Linked DNA regions of Mus musculus: region 1 is linked to region 2. Evidence: chromatin contacts called from public Hi-C data. All regions are on one chromosome and are shown on one strand. Each heading gives the region's core, a stretch centred on a gene start, on an enhancer-like site or on the middle of the called end of the contact. The rest is flanking DNA. Distances are from core to core; before and after follow the strand shown.

Region 1 (4,446 bases), core at 1,479-3,978, 100 kb before region 2:
CTATTACCTGATAACTACAGAGAGCTGGTGAGGAAGTACCTCAATGACCTCACTCTTCCTGGATAACTCAGAATCGATCCAGCGCTAGGTCCCAGAGTGCCCATGTTCACTGCGAAATCTCTAGACAATTTATCCATTAGCATCTGTCAACTCTACAACGAGGTTTCTATCTCTGCATATAAATGAATCTTTAACCATATTTACTTCCTTTATTAATCTTTCTTATCCCATTCCTCTCCTTCCCTCTCCCTTTTTACATGCTCACTATTTCTCTTTCCACCTTGGGGTCCTTTTTCTTCCCATCCTAGGTTCTACTTATACAAGAAAATCAAACATGGCTGTCTTTGGGAACCTGTCTTACTGCTTCACAGGATGCAGTGGTTTGAATGAGAATGGCCCTTGTAGGCTCCTGTGTTTAAATGATTGATCCCCAGTTAGCATAACTGTTTGGGAAGGATTAGGAGGTGTGACCTTGTTAGCAAGGTGTGTCCCTGGGGGCAGATGGATCTGATATTTCAAGAGCTCACATCATTCCCAGTTAGATCTCTCTCTCTCTCTCTCTCTCTCTCTCTCTCTCTCTCTCTCTCTCTCTCTCTCTCTCTCTCCCCTCACTCCACCACCCTCTCTCTGTGTCTCTTGCTGATGGATGTGAGCTCTCAGCTACTGTTCCAATACCATGTCTACCTACCTTCTACCACGCTCCCTGCCATCACAGCCAAATGAGCCCCAAATTAAATGTTTTCTTTTATAAGATGCCTTGGCCATGGTGTTTTGTCACAGAAATAGAAAAGTAGCTAAGACACATGATGATCAACTCATTTCCCTGCAGATGTCCTGACTTCATTCCTATTTATAGCTATGCAATGCATCATGGTGCATATCCAGTACACTTTAGTTATTCCTTCCTCTGTGATGGGCAGCTAAGTTGACTGCCTAACTTTGCTGTTGGGAATAGCACTGTGCTAAGTGTGGGCCATGTACACATCTCTATTGGGAATAGCACTGTGCTAAGTGTGGGCCATGTACACATCTCTACTGATGCTGAGCTGGATCTTTTGGCTATATACCACACGCATGTACGCCATCTGGATGTGTGCCATGTGGCTATGAGGAGGTCAGAGGACATTTTGTTGGCATTTGTTCTCTCCCTCTACCCTGTGAATTCTTGGAAATAAGCATCAGCCATGATGGCTTGTGCCTTTACCCACTGGCTCATCTCTCTGGCCCTTTGTGTGATTTCTCTCCTGAATAGTCTTATGTGGCCCAGCCTGGTTCAAAATTAACTACGTTACCACCAAGGCTGGCCTTGAACTATCAGCGATCTCCTTGCTTTGATCTTCCAAGTGCTGAGACTCTAGGCATGGAACACTATGTCCAATTTCAGATTCATTTTTAGGAACCACCATATGTATTTCCGTAGTGATCAAATTAATTTACATTCCCTGACATTCTCAACTATACTTCTTGCTCTTTTGCTAGACAATCAGTTCAACATGCTCCAAAATATTAGGAATGGGGAAAACATCTGTGTTTCCTGACTTTTGCTGTATTTATTCTTAATCCTGAAACATAGACAAGTTGTGCCTAATACTGAGCCTTGCCTCTCAGCAAACCATTTCAAACAGAACCCTAAACCTCTTTTGTGCTAGGCATCAGTCGGTGATTGCTAACAGGAGGGAGTAAACTGATTCCCTAGGCCCAAATACATAATTTTAAAAGTTTAAATTCACTATTCTAGAAGTTCTGTCCTAAGATGGTGCTAGATCACTGGATTTCACAGTACTCATTGCCTCAAATACACAATTTCAGTTACAATTATATATACATTTATTATAGGTAGTTACAAATATATAAATATATGAATAACTGAAATAGTAATCTCAATTTTCATTAAAAATCCTTCAAGATTATTAATTATAATTTACATTCTAAAATTTAAACCTTCAGAATTTAATTTCTTGTTAATGTACAATTCTTTAATAGAAAGAATACTTAATCACCAAAAGTATTACTCTTAAAACAACTGTCAAGCCTGGGTGAAGTGGAAACATCTAGATTCTTTGGAAAGTCGATTGTGTTACTTGGTGTTTTGCCAAAGCAGACAGGTGAAGGAACATTTAGCTGAAGTAGACACAGATGAAAGGATGTTTCGCTAAGGCAAGCATGTGAAAGGTCGAATGATGAAGGACTCTTCGCTAATGACATGCACCGTATTGGTTCTCCTTACATGCACATTTTTTGAGCTCCATTTGTTGTGACTCCATAGAAAGAAATGCACCCCAAAAACTTTTCATAAGGTTCCTGTGGCTTCTTGCCACTTCTGCAGACTTAGATCAGTTAGCAGAGTGATGTCAGCTGATATAGACTCTCTTGGAATTTTGCTAAGACAGACTCATGTGTTGAGCAAGACACATGATGAGGCTAAGACAGACTCATGTATTGAGGCAAGACCCATGGAGAACATGTGATGTTTGGAGGGAGTATAAATAGGACCTAAGGGACAGTGATAAGGGGCTTGCTTGTTTCTTTATCTTGTGTCTTTCCTAATTTCTGATTTGTTGAGAGAGGCACAGCAAAGAATTTCCCCTGTTATCCTTGCGGGTCCTAATCCCTCCTGCTGAATCCATCCAATTCAGCTAAGAACCAACTCTTTCTGCTAGGTCATGACACTACTGAACTGGACTGCTGATCTATTTGTGAAGTGTCTGTGAGCAGATCAAGCTGCCGCTGCTGACCTATGAACTGAACTACTGATTTCCTGATAATGCAGATGGGGTTTGCTCCAAAGAACAATCTTTAAACAGGTCCATTTCCCCTGTACCTTAATAACCTTCCTTTTCCACTACCTCTGGTGGGTAGTGAGCTAGAAGGGAGGTTCGAGCATGTAAGAACCATTATTAAAATTAGGGTTGAGAAAATTTAAGCCTATACCTAGGGCTAAACCAATAAATTGAGGATGATTTCCAGAAGTGTCCTGAGTCAAGACTCAGAACCGTTAAGTTCTGAAAACTGAAACCAAAATTGTCACAGACGTTAAAGGTGAAGCTGGAGTTGATTTTCAGGCCTCCAGGGTTTGGTTCTACAGAAACTCTCTGGATGGCAGAAACCTAGAAATGTAAAACTGTAAGATGGCAATCACAGCATCTACTCTTTTTTTCAATGCCACCTACTTGTTTATTACCACTGCAATATTTGCACCAAAGTACATAGCAATGATAGCAGGTTTCTTTTGAAAGCTTAGTATTCGATACTAAATATCTCCACCGTTTTGATACTACATTACTGTTGCAGGCAAGAAGATAGATACATATAGTTAGTATAGCAACAGTTACACTTTATTATGCTGAGGGTTATTACACAAAGTTCATACCCTAAATTCCTAACTAAGGTCCTAATCCTATCTCCCCAAAGCTGTTCACCTGATCGACTTAGCTAAAGGTCAGGTCCAGTGTTAGTATTTGATTCAAGGGTCAGGATCCTGAGGGAGACTCTTCAACCGCAAGGCAGATCAAGGTGACGTCTCTCCAGATGTGCAGAGACGAGCATTGCTCTTGGTGTCTGCTAATATACCATCCAGTGAGTGTCATAGGGTTCTAGGGCTGTGTCTGGTTATCCTGAGTGAGTGATGTCACTGAGTCCGGTTATTAGATGCAGCCTTGGGTGTGGTGGGGATCCTGACTAAGCTATTTTTACATGTCTAAAAGACTCTTTTCTTTACTATGCTCATTACAATTATTCTTCCAAGAAGAAAGTTTTAAAACTCAAGCTACTTCAAGCTGAGATGCACTTCCATGGTTAGCTGGGCTACAATCAAGGTGATAGGTTTTTTTGTTGGTTGGTTGGTTTGAGGGTTTGTTTGTTTGTTTGTTTGTTTGTTTGTTTGTTTTCCTGCCATATATAAGCAGGTCTAGGCCCTAGAAAGGTGGGACCAAGGTATGATTGTTTTGTTTTGTCTTATTTTAAGATCTCCACAGGTTAGTCAGCATTTACTCTTAACAGCTGTAGCAGAGAGACTACAGAAATGCAAGGCAGCTGTGTGATCCACCCAGAACACCTACTCGTGTTAAACAGGGTTGAAGAGGGGTTTTTTGTTTTGTTTTGTTTTTGTTTTCTGGTGGCAAGCACTAAATCCCTGGACTGCAACTCTAGCTCTTAATATTTTGGAGACAGGATCGTGCTGTGCACCCTAGGCTGACCTTGAACTTTGGATACACCGCCTCCATCTTCCAAGTGCTGGGTTTACAGGTGTCTGCTGCCATACATGGCTAATATCGTCTTGTGTTAATGAAAGGATTTGTTTCCCTTGACATTTAATTGCAAAATACAACATTAAATATTATGAAGTATCAATAGTAATAAGTGTTATTAGAAATCCAAATGATATGCCACAAGTATGAGGCAATTACTGTCTGGAGCTCCTTACCACTAACCTTTCCTTTCTACCTA
Region 2 (4,616 bases), core at 1,090-3,589:
TACATAGATAAGAAAGAAAGAAAGAAAGGAAGGAAGGAAGGAAGGAAGGAAGAAAGAAAGAAAGAAAGAAAGAAAGAAAGAAAGAAAGAAAGAAAGAAAGAAAGAAAGAAAGAAAGAAAGAAAGAAAGAAAGCTGCCTTTTCAAAACTCTAATGACAATTTGGTATGCTTTAATCTACTGAGACCATACCTCTTCCAATCACATTATGCTATCTTCTGTAATCTTGTTACTCTGACATCAAATTTAAGATAAAAAATATTTAAGCTACATACCTATAAGAAATAAAATCATTAAGCATCTTTGAGGAACTATTACTTGGGGAAAAAAAGGGGGGGAAAGGGAAAAAAAATCTGTCTGATCTTTGTCTAAAGGGAAAAAGCACTAGAGCCTAGAGATGAGCATTTAATTGTTTTTGCTTTTTTGCACTGGTGAGTCTTTTGGCACTTTTGATAATTTCAAATCAATATTTCTCAAAACCCCAGGGTATTCAGTACATAATAACATTTGAAAGATCTCTTGGCTATGGTGTTCTCAAAACTCTAGGAGGCTGCCTATTATAAAACTCATCTTTGTATTAAGCAATGAATTTGACCATTAAGTGGTACAAGTCAACTTGTTTCATCAGCCTAGCTGCCCAATTTAGCAAAGATTCCATCTCTTCATCATGTAAATGGACAGACAGCTCAAAGTCAGGAACGCTACTGTTTCTTTAATCTGAACATCTTAGACATCTTAAAAAAAAAAAAAAACATGTCACCTCAGTCCTGTGCCTTCCCCTAAGGAGACTAAAGATAAATGTTTTGTTGTTATTGCTGTTGTAAATGTGGGAGCTTTGAATGGTTTTAAGGTATTGTAGTTAAGGTCCTACTGTGGGAGATATGCACATTAAAAAAAAAAAGCCAGATATTTTTTTAAAAAGAGTCTGCAAAATGGTGAAGCCAGGTGGCTTACCTAGCAGCAAAATACAAAATGCTCATGTTCTCTTTGTCTGTAATTTCCCTCAGGCCAGCTGTTTCTTGGGATAAAGCCAGACAGAAGTCTACTATAACAAACAATGTCCAGTCTATGGGGGAACCTGGCTCTAACACTCTGGAGAAGCCAGGGACTTTCCTTCTCATTTTTTTTTTTGTTTTTTTGTTTTGTTTTGTTTTGTCTTTTGCATTTTGTTTTTGTTGTTCCAACCAAACCCATCCCAGTCATAGGCTAGAAGAAGATGGAGTGGACAAGGTGGGGCAACAGTAAGGAGAGGTGACCTTCTAGATCCTTCTGGTTTCTAAAATGAATGCACAAAGTAATCAGAACAAGATAACTGGAGATTCAATCCTTTAGAGAGAGTTCCAATTCATTTGTCCCTTATGGGTGAGGGCATTATTAATTTAGGCAATTAAAAAAAAACTTTGAAAGCAATACCTAGTACTTTTTTTTTTTCTATTAAAACTTGTCCCCAAGAGTGCAGCCCACAGCCTAGGAAAGTGAATATCTATAGCAATTACAATGAAGAAAGGTCATTTTTGAGATGTGCTTGACAAAAGATTGTAATTTTCAACAAGTCATTTTAATGAGAAGCAGGATTTTTGCAAAAAAAAAATAATTAAAAAAAAAGAAGCAGCTAACACTTGAGTGAGTTTGAAATGAATTCAGAACGAGCCTGTCTGCCTGTCACTACCAGGTCCCTCTGTCTCTGCACCTCTAGCCTCCTGAAGAGACACCAAAGCTCCCAGTGGCTAAGCCTGTTCATGAAGCCCCTGAATCTGACTCATGGGGTATTTCTATTCTCTGGCTGATACACTGAACACATGGCACGGGACCTTTCCCACACTCAGAGGAAATGGGGCAGCAGGCTGAGGGTGCAGGGTGAAAATGGGATGGGGCTGGACCCCCAAAGAATCTTGCCCCTCCCCCTCCGCCTTCCATGTTACATGGCATCCCTGGGAGGTCACTTAAGGAACGTTGGGCTACTACAACCATAGTGTCTGGAGGATGCCTTAGCCCCAGCTGACCTTCCTCACCCTGAGAGACTGATTTCCTTGGCCTGGGCATCACTGAATTTATTTTAAGCTCACCAATTATTTTAACAGTAGCTGGAGCTGTGAGCTAGTGTTACCTCTCAGGAAAGAAGGAAGGATTATTAGCAAGATGACAGAGGGAGAAATGCTATGAATAATCAAGAAGTAAGGCTGAGGGATGGGAAACTGAAGTCTGGGGCCTTGCTGCTGGTTTCTGATAGCACTAAATTCTTGAAAGCCATGGCAAATGAAAGAAGTCTGGAGGCACAGGGCTAGCTTGTGTAAGGCTCCAAAGTCCAATTCCCCAGGACTGAAACAAAACAAAAACTCATAGAAGCTTGTGGAACATTGCACATTTCAGTGAGAAGGTCAGAGGCTCTAGAGAAAAGCCAATGCCACCTAGAAAAAGCCCTGTCTACTAAAACTCCCTGAGTCTCCCTTTAGGTGACTAAGGTAGACTCGGGTGACTAACGGTGACTTTACAGCTATGTTTGAGAACCGCCTTCTTCAGTTCCTAGTGTGTCACTCACAGGTCTCACTTACTCAGTGTCTACTTTCCCCAAACCAGCAAGTCATTTTGGAGAGCCATGCTTCACTTACAGATAGATATGTGGGCCTGAGTACCAGAGGTTTTCCAGGAGATCTCTGGCCAGGCCTGGTGTGAGGGTTCCAGGGAAGGGAAGTAAGTGCGGGCAGGGAGGCAAAGCCTCTGCCCTGCCTTCCAGGTCACTCAGTCGGTCACACTGCACTGAGTCTGGTCAGGCTGGGCAGACAATCTAGTGAGGAGTGTGGTGGAACCTCAGGCGACACTTTGGGAGAGCAGATCTCTTCCCAAGTGTTACAGCTCTTGGAACAAAAGACTCAGACGATGGAGTAGTTCTCCCACACCTTTAATTCCCTGGATCGAACTTATAGAGAGTTTTGGGGGTGATTCAGGGTTCGACAGCAGGTACTTCTCATTGGCTTGGACTGAGAGCTTGGGGGAAACCTTATTTGCATGTGGGAAGGCTTGGTGCTGCTCCTACATGACTGATAGCCACACACCTCTCCTGGGGGGGGGGCTGTGGGGGCGGTAATTTCAACAGGAGTCAGGGGCCCAGGAGACATAATCGAACACCTTCTGTCCCATGTAGGTGGAAATCACTACCCATCGGGTCCCCGGGTTTCCAGACCTTTGCTTGACTGGAGACCAGGCTGTCTGTGCACAGCCCACTGCCCCACAAATCCCCCTTTTTCTTTTTATAAGGGAGAGGTGTCACCAGAATAACTGTCTCCTATGTCGGGAGCATTTTAATACTGAACCAAGACCTGATTGGTAGTGATTTTTGCAATGCTACTCATCTGCTGCTTTAGAAACTGTATGAGACAGGGTGCCAAGAGAAACAAGGCTCCAATGGATAGTAGTAGCCAAAGAGGGGAAGAACCTAGGCTACCAAGGGGTTAACTTTCCTTCTGTCTCAGAAAAGGACTCCCCACAGTTCAGTATCCCTGATTGTTCTGAGCCAGTTTTAGAGATCATCCCAGCATGCCACAACCCTGGGGACATCCTACTCTAGGAAGACCCAGATCTCTAACACAACCAGAAAAATAAGAGCTTGTAGATCGGTTTCCTTCCATTTCATCATTCTCTGGGTCAGCCCTTCAACAGATCACAATTCAATATTCTTCTCTCTAGGTGTGGAATAAGACCAGACACAATAGCAGAGTTTGGACCTTAGAGCTGTCAAACTAACATCAAGGGCTTGAACAAGAGATATGAGGGGGAGGAGGTAAGCATCTTGAGGATGCTTGGGGGCTGGTGAGATGGCTCAGCGGGTAAGAGCACTGACTGCTCTTCCGAAGGTCCTGAGTTCAAATCCCAGCAACCACATGGTGGCTCACAATTATTCGTAATGAGATCTGACTGACTCCATCTTCAGGAATGTCCGAAGACAGCTTCAGTGTACTTACATATAATAAATAAATAAATCTTTTTTTTTTAAAAAAGAGGCAAATGGTAGAAGTTTAGAGCTGTACACATCTTTTTCATGGCTAGAGTGTACCTTGTGGTCTGGCCTCTGGGACAGATTTCCATCCTGTAATCAGCCTGAGAACAGATCTTGCTCCAGCTCCATACCTCATTGCCTCTGGTCCTACTGTGTATGTGTTGGGGAGGATAACTGTAAGCTGTGTCTCTAGGAGAGTGGAAGGGAGTACCAGGAACTCAGTAGGCTACTTCAGCCTTATGCTTCTTCCTGTAGCTTGTCAACTCAGACATTCATGTATCCCCATAGAAACAGCTTACTACATTGGCTTAAACTGCTTTATGGGCCTGAAGGCCCCTTAATGCCCACTAAACATTTAGAAATCTTATTTTCCCACTCTCTCTGGGAAAATATTGGACATAAAGATTGTCACTGTTAATGGTTGTCCTCAAATAAGTCCCATATATCCCAGAAAGATAAATTTCACATCATTGCTGCAAATGGACCACTTAATGCTTGCAGAGCTCCAAGGAGAAGTCTGGTAAGATGGCCACAGCCTCTTGCCATGTGTTACGACTAAGGACTTAGGGTGGGTGCTAGGAAAAGCAGAAAAACAAATGCTGGCAGATCCTTCAGGTTCTGCTTA

What was found. Hi-C and Micro-C count contacts between places; a contact is called where the count stands out from the background.
Region 1: a contact with region 2 is called in a Hi-C map of liver, with 2.7 times the contacts expected there. The contact joins two enhancer-like sites. A contact is called at or near these places in 7 of 484 Hi-C or Micro-C datasets (cochlea, embryonic fibroblasts, embryonic stem cells and 3 more).

What each region holds. Positions count from the first base shown.
Region 1 is chr7:39,840,488-39,844,933 of GRCm38.p6, reverse strand. No RefSeq gene overlaps it. Among named protein-coding and RNA genes, the nearest start is that of Gm34052, 21 kb to the left of the region's middle. Within about 2 kb of position 2,728, at least 3 of the 459 cell types and tissues checked have an H3K27ac peak or open chromatin away from gene starts, as enhancers often do. A contact at or near this core is called in liver, where this site is marked.
Region 2 is chr7:39,735,189-39,739,804 of GRCm38.p6, reverse strand. No RefSeq gene overlaps it. Among named protein-coding and RNA genes, the nearest start is that of Gm26327, 110 kb to the right of the region's middle. Within about 2 kb of position 2,339, at least 3 of the 459 cell types and tissues checked have an H3K27ac peak or open chromatin away from gene starts, as enhancers often do. A contact at or near this core is called in liver, where this site is marked.